Regions from separate parts of the Gasterosteus aculeatus genome. Here region 2 is linked to region 1. Evidence: chromatin contacts called from public Hi-C data. All regions are on one chromosome and are shown on one strand. The core of a region is the stretch at or near the end of the contact, and the rest is flanking DNA. Distances in the headings are between cores, read along the strand shown. Region 1 overlaps LOC120811873 (cadherin-12). Region 2 has its middle 33 kb from the start of LOC120811840.

Region 1 (4,515 bases), core at 986-3,485:
CTTTTCAAATGCCGCATAGGTTTAGTCAACAGAACCACTTTTTATTCCTTTTTCTTAACCGTAACCAGGAGAGTAAAACTTAAACAGCATAACATTGGTACCAAAAGTAACTCAACAATACTTTGGGACAGAGGCGGTGGTCTCCTTTCGTTTGTCCCCACCATGAATTGACCTTGCTGAGATTTGTGAGAACTTTTTACGTTCCTCCTCTGAGCTGCACTCTATTGACATCTTTGGGATGTTGTCTGTCTATTATTCATATTTTAAAAGCGTGAAGAAGAGCAATAAATATTGAAGCGAGACACCTTGAAAACCGAGAGTAATAATCCATTTTATGAGGAGAGGTCGTGTACTGAAAATCTGACATTTCTACACTCTCGAGGACCCTCAGTTGGACCTGCAGAGCAGTTCTCAATATTTACTAAATTCATGCAGAGCTCCACTTTTGACCCGTGTCTGCGTTGGCGGCGCGTCCTTGCTGCCAATGCTTTTCAATATTGTTCCACCCACACCTTTTATTCCCCGTTACAATAACAGAGGGGAAGTGTCCAACAGTACGGGGTGAAGGACAACATTGGCCTAGAATAAAAGGAGCGCGTACGCTGCTGTGATTCGTACGACACGTGCGTTGGAGACTTACTCCGCTTAAAGGAAGACTCTGAGTTTACGCCGCAGTCATGCAGCAAAGCAAGAGCGCTCTCTGCTGCTCTCCCGCCACAGAGCACAAGCCGAATAAGGAGCCCGGGTTAAATTAATTTAAGCCCTGTGGCAATTTTTAGGAGTCAAACACAGGGGAAGAGCTATTAAATGCAATAATAACCTTGGGAGGAGGCCCGCTCTCCGTCTATTCACAGCGGAGTGAGTGTTGTTTCACACTGAAGATGGAGTTTGTGTTGAGATGTTTCTTAGTTATTCTAACCAATGTTGCACTTTCAACAGACAGTTGAACATAAGAAGTACTATCTCTGTTTCGCGTTTTATCCATTTTATTGATTTGTGGTTTAATGTGTGCTCGGTTGATTGTTTTTTTTATTAAGATGAGCTCATTCAGAAAAAGTTATACCGAGCAATGAAGCAGTAAAAAGCCGGCAGCTTCATGGCTAACCAATCACGCACCCTGCAGCATCACTCCATCTGCATTAATAAAAATGAATAGAGCATTTTTTATGGAGCCGAAATGCTGACGCCAGCCAGATTTGCACATAACCGCTGTGCCATTGCTCCATCTAGTGGGCTGAGAGACACATCACCGATGCTGCAATGAGAGCCAGTTTATAGTAATGGAGATGAGGTCTTGAGATGAGGAGGAAGAAACCATAAACCTAAATCTGGAACCCGTAAAGACTCTTATGCCCTTTTCCTCACAGATATCATTGATCTAGATTTCAAGTCGTTCTAACTTTTTTGATGCCATAGAAGTCAGGAAGTCGATGACAGAAGAGATCAGATGTTTTTGCTGGCAGAGCATCAGTCCGTAGTTCAGTCGGTTCAAAGCAGCAAATCCCACGTCCAAGTGTCATTTTTACCTCGGTGGGAAGATTGCTTTTTCCGTCAAGGTCAGACACAGGTTGCTAACTGAGCTGTGGCTGCGTCTCAATCCCCTCGATACGACCCCCCCCCCCCCCTCACGCATTCTTCTACACACCCATGCACTGGTACTCACACCGACAGGAGCAAACTAAGCCCCCCCACTGCAGAGCAAAGCCTATTCCCACATCAAATCCATAAAGTTTACCTTGCTTGGGCTTCCGCACTAAAAGAACATTTCCCCATTGTGCCGCTGCGGTGAGGAAACATTGTAACAAACAACCCCGGATTCAAGTGGTCCCTCTCTGGGGGGCTTTCAAACTCAAATTAATATGGGCTGCACACCTCGTGGCTAAAACCCACGACACAGACGATATTCTCTCTTTGGAGCCACATCCCATTATGAGAAGCGTGCTTTATTTGTAGTCAGCGCACGGGAGTCATCTAGCGTGTGTTTTTTTTTTATTATTTAAACATCGGCGTCCGGGTGCAATTCATGCGGCGGCATGTTCCAGACACAGGAGGTTCCGCTGCACAGCGAGCTGCGGTGGTGCAGCAGTTAGCGCGTTAGCACCCGCTCAAGGTCACTCGGCCTCTTTAATCCCCATGGTCATCCTGCTGCAACACCGGTGAACCTGTGTGGCTCGGGCCAAACCCGTGGGACAGTAGTACCTTCCGTGGCCACGTTCTCTGCTGTGGCGTCACAGCGAGCACGTGTAATGAAGCCCTGCTGTGTGGTGTCTCCTTCTCCAGATAGTCCAGTGCTGACCAGCCGGGTGGCCGTCGCCGTCAACGTGCTCGACATCAACGAGTTCCCGCCTGAACTCGCCGGTCACCACGAGACCTTTGTTTGTGAAAACGCCAAAGTGGGACAGGTATTTTCATGAGACACTCTCCTCTCTGCCTCTCTGTGTGCACACTTCATGCCATCCAGGTGTTTAACGCAGCAGATTTCTTTCCCCAGTTTAAGGCGAGTTGATTCTCCAGGGAGTGGATAACTGTTGATTGTCGTGTTGTTGTTCTTCCCTTCAAAACGGTTAGACTGGATGTGAAAGGTGTGGATTCATAAATTAATGCTGCAAGTGTCAATGTTTACACTTCAGCTGGAATAAACGCTGATGTTTACGTGTCTGGGGATGTTTTTTTTTCTGCTTCTCTTAGCATTTGCTGTTATAAATACACATATTTAGCTTTCACTTTGGCGCCTAACAGAAGGTTGATTTCTGGGGTTCTGCTCAAGATCACTTGAATAAAACCTTTTATTTCAAGGGAGCAGAGAACCCTTCAGCGCCGACTGTGGATCTAAATATTGAACGGATTGTGGCGTATTCGATGCAGCCAGGTGCAGAAGAAGCATTCATAAAGCACAGCAGTACTTTGCATATCAGCAGCCTGGAGTACATTTCCGATAATATATTTGAGATGCAGTGGAGAAGTTGCCTGTGCGCATTGTAAACCACCTGTGCCTGTAAATTAGCCCATTAACTAGCATCGATATGCAGTTAGCGTTCCGAGGGAGCGGCTTCCTTGGCAGTCTGTCAAAGTGCTGCAGACTCCTCATCACAACAAGGAGCTTTCTGTTCGTCCTCGGCCTGTCGCAATCAAAACAGCGGCTGTGCCCTGCATGCGAGGGCATCACGGAGTTGGAATTATTATCAGCATTTAACTTGGACTCGGGAATCTAAGAAACAGGGTTTGAGCACCAATATGATGCCGGAATTCTAAACCAATCAAATTCCAAACGAAAGAATGAAGTGAGGCGTCTGAAATCGTTTTCTTTCCGTGATGCTGCACAGACACAAATAACGTGCAAAAAACAGAGGAAGAAAAAGGCAGAAATCTAATGCCAGACTAGTCAACGACAGCCTTGTATGCTGATCAGCTGCAATCACCACGCAATATCTGCCGTGTATTCAAAGGACAGCGCCTCCCTCCTCCTCTCATATTCTGCCCCGCAGTGCAGACATTCACTTCCTCCTCGAGTTGCCACAGCCTGATTCCACCAGGTGGTTGCGCACAGCTGCTGGATTACAGAGGAGTGCAGATCTCTCCCTAGATGACTGCACTCCGGCTACTGAAAAACATACAAACCGCCTGATTTGGAGAGTCCCCCGCTGTGCCAGGGAGGGAGGGAGGCCGCTAATCCAGAGAAGCAACTAACTATGGTTATATAAATGTGTGGGACGATCAGGAGGGAGAGCGAACTGAGACCTTAAAGCTGAGATATGCTAATGCTAATGGCTCAGGCAAAGCAGTGGGGAAGACTGTCTCCTTATTTCATTATTTATTGCACTCGGGGTCCTGACTGGCCAACTGGTCGAGTGTGAAATGAGAAAAATAAACCACAAAGGAAGCATAAAACAAGAATATTTACTGCTGTTAGGTACTGGGTATACTTAGGACACCCGGTACTATTATGTCTTCCTTGCTCTTCAATGCATTTCGTCTCACAGGCTTTTTATAATGCCACGCTGAGATGCTAACCCACCGTATCATTCTTTTATTCTGGCATAATTACATTTACATTTACAGCATTTAGCTGGAACTCTTATCTAGCAAGGTTTACAATGCAGCTGAGTGCAAAGGCAGAATGCATTTGAAGCCATTAAACGTGTACAAAAGAAGCCGGCAGTCAGAGCATCCACGGCTCCACTTGTGATGGAGAGGAGGTGGGAAGCAAAAAAAAAAAGAGCATTTCTGTCACCATGTTATGATTAATAGACTAATTAGAATATCCAACATACCTCACGGCTTTTAAAGGCAAACGGAAAATACTAAATTCCCCACTGAGGGGGATTGATGAACTATGCCTGCTCCTTTCTTCTCTTATGGACAATTTCATTACCTGCACATATTTTCATAAAAAGGTGCTCGATATGCAACTCGCCAGAGATATCTATTGCTTCCACATGGCTCTCAACATGGCGACCGCTAAGCTAACACCGCCCGCGGACGACCAGCGCTGGTGGAGCTAACAATGTTTACATA
Region 2 (4,515 bases), core at 752-3,251, 120 kb before region 1:
GTCTCTACTGCGTGATGGAAAGCAGAACACATGCACACACTTCCACTGGGGTTTGACTTGGTGGCCGTCGACACGTTGTGTTCAGCTCGCTCTACGGACATCGGGCCTCCGCAGCAGTAGACTTCATTCATTGGTATTTGGCTCCATCTCCTGGATGCGTGAAACCAGAGCACAGAGACGCTGCATCGTGCTCGCACATTGTGTTATGAAAACATCTAGAAAAAGCATCACGGGATCATAAAATAACACACGTTTGTGTCCTTTGTGATATTCAGGTTGACTGAAAACAGAAGTGCAAACATGACACACGGGAGATGCTGCTTTATTAAACAGAGCATATGTTGATTGAATGGTACATTGTGCTCCTCGTAGTGTACCGAGCGTACCTGGTATTCCAGTCTCTGTTAGACACACGCCGTGTGCACGTGGGCTCGATTGCTCTGACGTCCTCAGGAGGTCGCCAGCAGGGGGCAGCAGAGATCTTTGAACAAGTACCTGGAAGCGGCACCAATTCATCGCAGGAAAAGAAAGAAGAGCCCCTCCAGTTCCCAGGGAAACGCTCTCCGGTGCACATGTTGTTTGACCGTATTCAAAAGAACACGTGTAGCTGTAGGTGTATTTTTTTATTTTATTTTGGAGCTGATGACATTTAGATGGTTGCTGCATTTTCTCAGCTAACGGGTTACTGGTTATATTTAATTCATTTGACAGGGATCTTCTCATCTGGCAACAAAGTAAAAAATTCACAAGTCAAGTCAAAGTATTCCTTTAATTGTTTGACAGTGTCAAGTAAATGATGCTAATGAATAAAACAAATCACAGTATTTATAACTCCATTACCTGCAGTGACCTCACTCATAAATTCACCGTCCAATCAGGGAATACGTCTCCTACCAAACAATGACAAAAACAAAACAACCCTGGTGGCGCATTAATTTGTTGGAATTACTGTGACAGTTGTGCATGTTTTGTTTCATTAACTGCGCCGTATGAGTTCCACCATTCGGCGTTTATGATCATGATCATTGCGACCCCACGTTACACAGATGAGATGCCACGGAAAGCATACGCGGGCGATTACATTCCCTGACTCCCACTTGTCCTCGCTCTGACCCCGCTTACAATGAAAATAATCAGAAGGCACGCCGCCGTCAAACAATGTGAGCGCGCAACATTTAATCTAACCTCTGACTGCTCAGAAACCAATCCCACCTGCCCCGCGTCTCACTGCTTAGCATCCAACGTCAATGAGGGCCAACGGACCCGGCACAGGTAAAGCGGCTCCGCACGGAACAGAGTAAAATGGGAAGGAGCATCGTTTGTTTCTTTGCGTGCGCTTTGTGGCCGTGTTTCCCCCCCGTAGATAGTCTGTGTGACTGCTGCCTCTAGCTTGTGTGTACCGAGTGTGTTCCAGAGGTCAGCTGCGATCTCATCTCCTGCTCCCAACGTTCGTTAAGCTCCATTCTGCTCAGCGTGTCCAAATGGGGGTAATTCTGTGTTCAATTAAGCAGGGCAAGACACAGGACATTCAACACAATGTCAATGAGATGCCACTACGAGGGAGCTATCAATTTGATAGACAGTCGAGGGAGGTGGATAATAGGCCGGTGCACGTCCCCCAATCCTGCACCACCCAAGGCCATTTCCACAATTGAATTACACCGGTGCCTTGGTAAGTCACAGCTGATGGGGCCTCATGCGCGGCGGAGAGCCTCCTTGCAGTGACTGACTGGTTGTGCTGTATAATTGCGTGCTTGTCTGCAGCTATCACGGCACTGTCTTCCCACCAGCCATGGCCACGGAGCCGGTATAAGGAGACCCGCCAGGCCACACAAAGCACTGCGGTTGTCCTCAGGCGAGAGGCCAGTGTGAGAGAGAGAGAGAGAGAGAGAGAGAGAGGCTGAGTAAAGCAGGGAATGAGGGGGATGGGGTGATTCTGCTGTGCACAGCGAGCCAAATATCCCCGGGCCAGCAGCCAAGAGGCCGGTCACGAGGACAGCGCGCCAAGAGGATGCCATCCGGCCAGGTTGCACGGCCAGATAAAAAGCCCGTAGCTGCACAGAGAAAAGCCCCATAATACAACAGGCCCTCTTCTCTTTTCACTGGCTCGCCCACTTCCCACAGCAGAAGCTCTCAGCGCTGCTTGCACCGCAGCGAGAGCCCTGATCTGGAGATATCGCTGCACAGGTGTGGAAATACAAGCTCATCCTGGGGGGTTTGGCAACAAGAGGGAGGAGTGGGGGGGCTGAGAGAGAGAGAGAGCATTGAAAGCTTTGATTTTGTTTGGCGACGCACTGACGTTCCTTTTGTTGGGCTCAGCTGGTAAGCCTCTGAACAAAAGTTCCTCGGGGTCTCCAGTGTCTGCAGGACCTGCTGGATCCTCAAAGGAGGCTGCACAGACGACCATGCAAGATTCTGGAAGAACAGTATTGTTGCTCAGGGTTCATGACGGAAGCAGACTGCAATGAGGTCACCTCATCCAGGACACAATACGGCTGCATAATGACTTTTATTGTCAAAATATTGTAAAAATACAATGCAAAAAGTGACCAATTTTTCAAGTGGCATCTTCTAATGACTTATTTTTTATATATGGGTTTGCATAATTATACATATTTTAGAGTGGGATCTGGTGTAAAGATGAACCAAATAGCTTATAGTGTACCTCAGATTAAAGACAACTAATCATGTAAAAATACCAGGTTAGTGTCTCCGTTATTTGATGAAAACATCCCCACACAATGTTTTAATATTGTATAAAATGTAGGCAGCTTGGGCTTGATACATCACTTCTAAACATATCTAAAGCGCTCTATTTTAAGACTCAAAGGCCATACACCCCCCCATCTGTCCAGCACCAGCAGCAACTTTGATATTCGGAAACATTCAGCCGATTGAATGAGGCAATGGTTGGTCGGATGGTGTTTAAGGACCACATGTTTGACTTTGTAACATGGAAATAAACATGGGCACCTTGTGCCCTGAACATTGTTAAAAACCCTTTTTAAAGGAAAGCCAGAGGCACTGATCAAAGTAATCGCACCTCCTCCGTCATGAGGGACGATGTCGTCAGATGATGCGCAGACCGCGTAGTTCAGGGCAGAAAAAATGATGCATGGATCGTTTTATGGAAGTAGACAGTGTGCTAGATTTTAGGCATTGGAAAATCACACAGCTCTCATTTCCTGTTTTAGTGGTTCTGTCTTCATCCAGTAAATATAACAACAATAGTCAATCCTATGAGTGGCAATGTGCGAAACATCTCTACTTCACCATTAAACGGCGCTGTGTGTCGCCGTGGAGCTGCACGTTCATGTCTTGTTGTATCAAAGTATATAATAACGTGTGCTGCTCACTCACTGGTAACGTGGAGGACACAGCTGGCGGGAAGATGGAACGGGGACATGACGTCACCCCGGTAGGACACGGTGTCTCTCTCTCTCTCTCTAATCCCCTTTGAAAGCGATTTGGACGTCTGTCACTTGCTCGTCTCACAGAACAGATACGCTCTGATTTGATTAAATGTATAAAACCACCCCGAAGCAGTGAGACGTCGTCTACCGGCATTGAGGCAGCTGTCTGAATCACACAAATACACATCTGCGCATCTGCAATTTATTAAGTGAGCTGCCATTGATCGACCCAAAGCCCTGTGGCTCGGTGACATCTCTCCAGTTTCCCCACAGCAAGATTCCCAGATACGGTGGGCGGGACTTAGAATCGATAATCGATACGTGTGCCGGCGCTGTTCATTTGTTCGCCGGCGTCCGGGTCCGTTAACGGTCGGCGTGGAGTGGGAGACACGGAAGAGGTGAAAGTGAGGCTGTCAGAGCTCCGTCACGCTGGGCCTTGACACTTGTCAAACATCTGTTTCTCTACTGTTCTAATATTCATAAAGGAGTCAACAACACAGCAGTGTATTAAACACTTTTTCTAAATGGCCTTCAACCTTTCTTCCTTAGTCGTGCACCTCATTGGACGTTATCCAGTGGAACGCGGTCGGCCCCTCGTCTGGGATCCTAAGCGGTGATTGACGACGGGATCATTAACATGTGATCAGTGGGACTTTGGTTGGTTTGAGGATCATTAATCTGGCTTTACATGTTTCCCCCATGAGCTCAGCAAACGCTGCCGCCGTGACCGCTGAGGAATCACCAGGAGGAGAACATCCATCCAGGTCCTAATCATCTCTAGAAGGTGGCTCAAAAAATCATGAGTTCTAATAAACTCTCTCATTCCCCTTCCAATTGAAACCTACTGAAGAGAATCCGGCGCTCCTGTTTGTAAGCAGGGAAGGACCTCGAATAAAAGAATGCATTAGGCTCCCGCAGCTCATCGTGTTATTAAAAATGACCCCCCGGGTAATGTGTCACCACATACGTCTTATTGCTTCGTGTGTTCTGAGAAAAGCATATGAAGCCCATCACTCAACACGCCAAAAACATACAGAGCTCCCTGCTGTTTGCTTGCTTTGTGTATTTGTTGCCGTTACAGTCATTGCAGTAATTTGTGTTT

The links. A called contact is a pair of places that touch in the nucleus more often than the background predicts.
Region 2: a contact with region 1 is called in a Hi-C map of skeletal muscle, with 5 times the contacts expected there. The contact joins two enhancer-like sites. A contact is called at or near these places in 3 of 6 Hi-C or Micro-C datasets (skeletal muscle and whole body).

The regions. Positions count from the first base shown.
Region 1 is chr21:19,531,306-19,535,820 of fGasAcu3.hap1.1, reverse strand. It overlaps LOC120811873 (cadherin-12), which reads left to right. Exons shown (of 12, transcript XM_040167583.2): 9 at 2,281-2,402. Among protein-coding and RNA genes, the nearest start is that of LOC144390445, 34 kb to the left of the region's middle. Within about 2 kb of position 2,235, at least 1 of the 9 cell types and tissues checked has open chromatin away from gene starts, as enhancers often do.
Region 2 is chr21:19,647,632-19,652,146 of fGasAcu3.hap1.1, reverse strand. No RefSeq gene overlaps it. Among protein-coding and RNA genes, the nearest start is that of LOC120811840, 33 kb to the left of the region's middle. Within about 2 kb of position 2,001, at least 3 of the 9 cell types and tissues checked have open chromatin away from gene starts, as enhancers often do.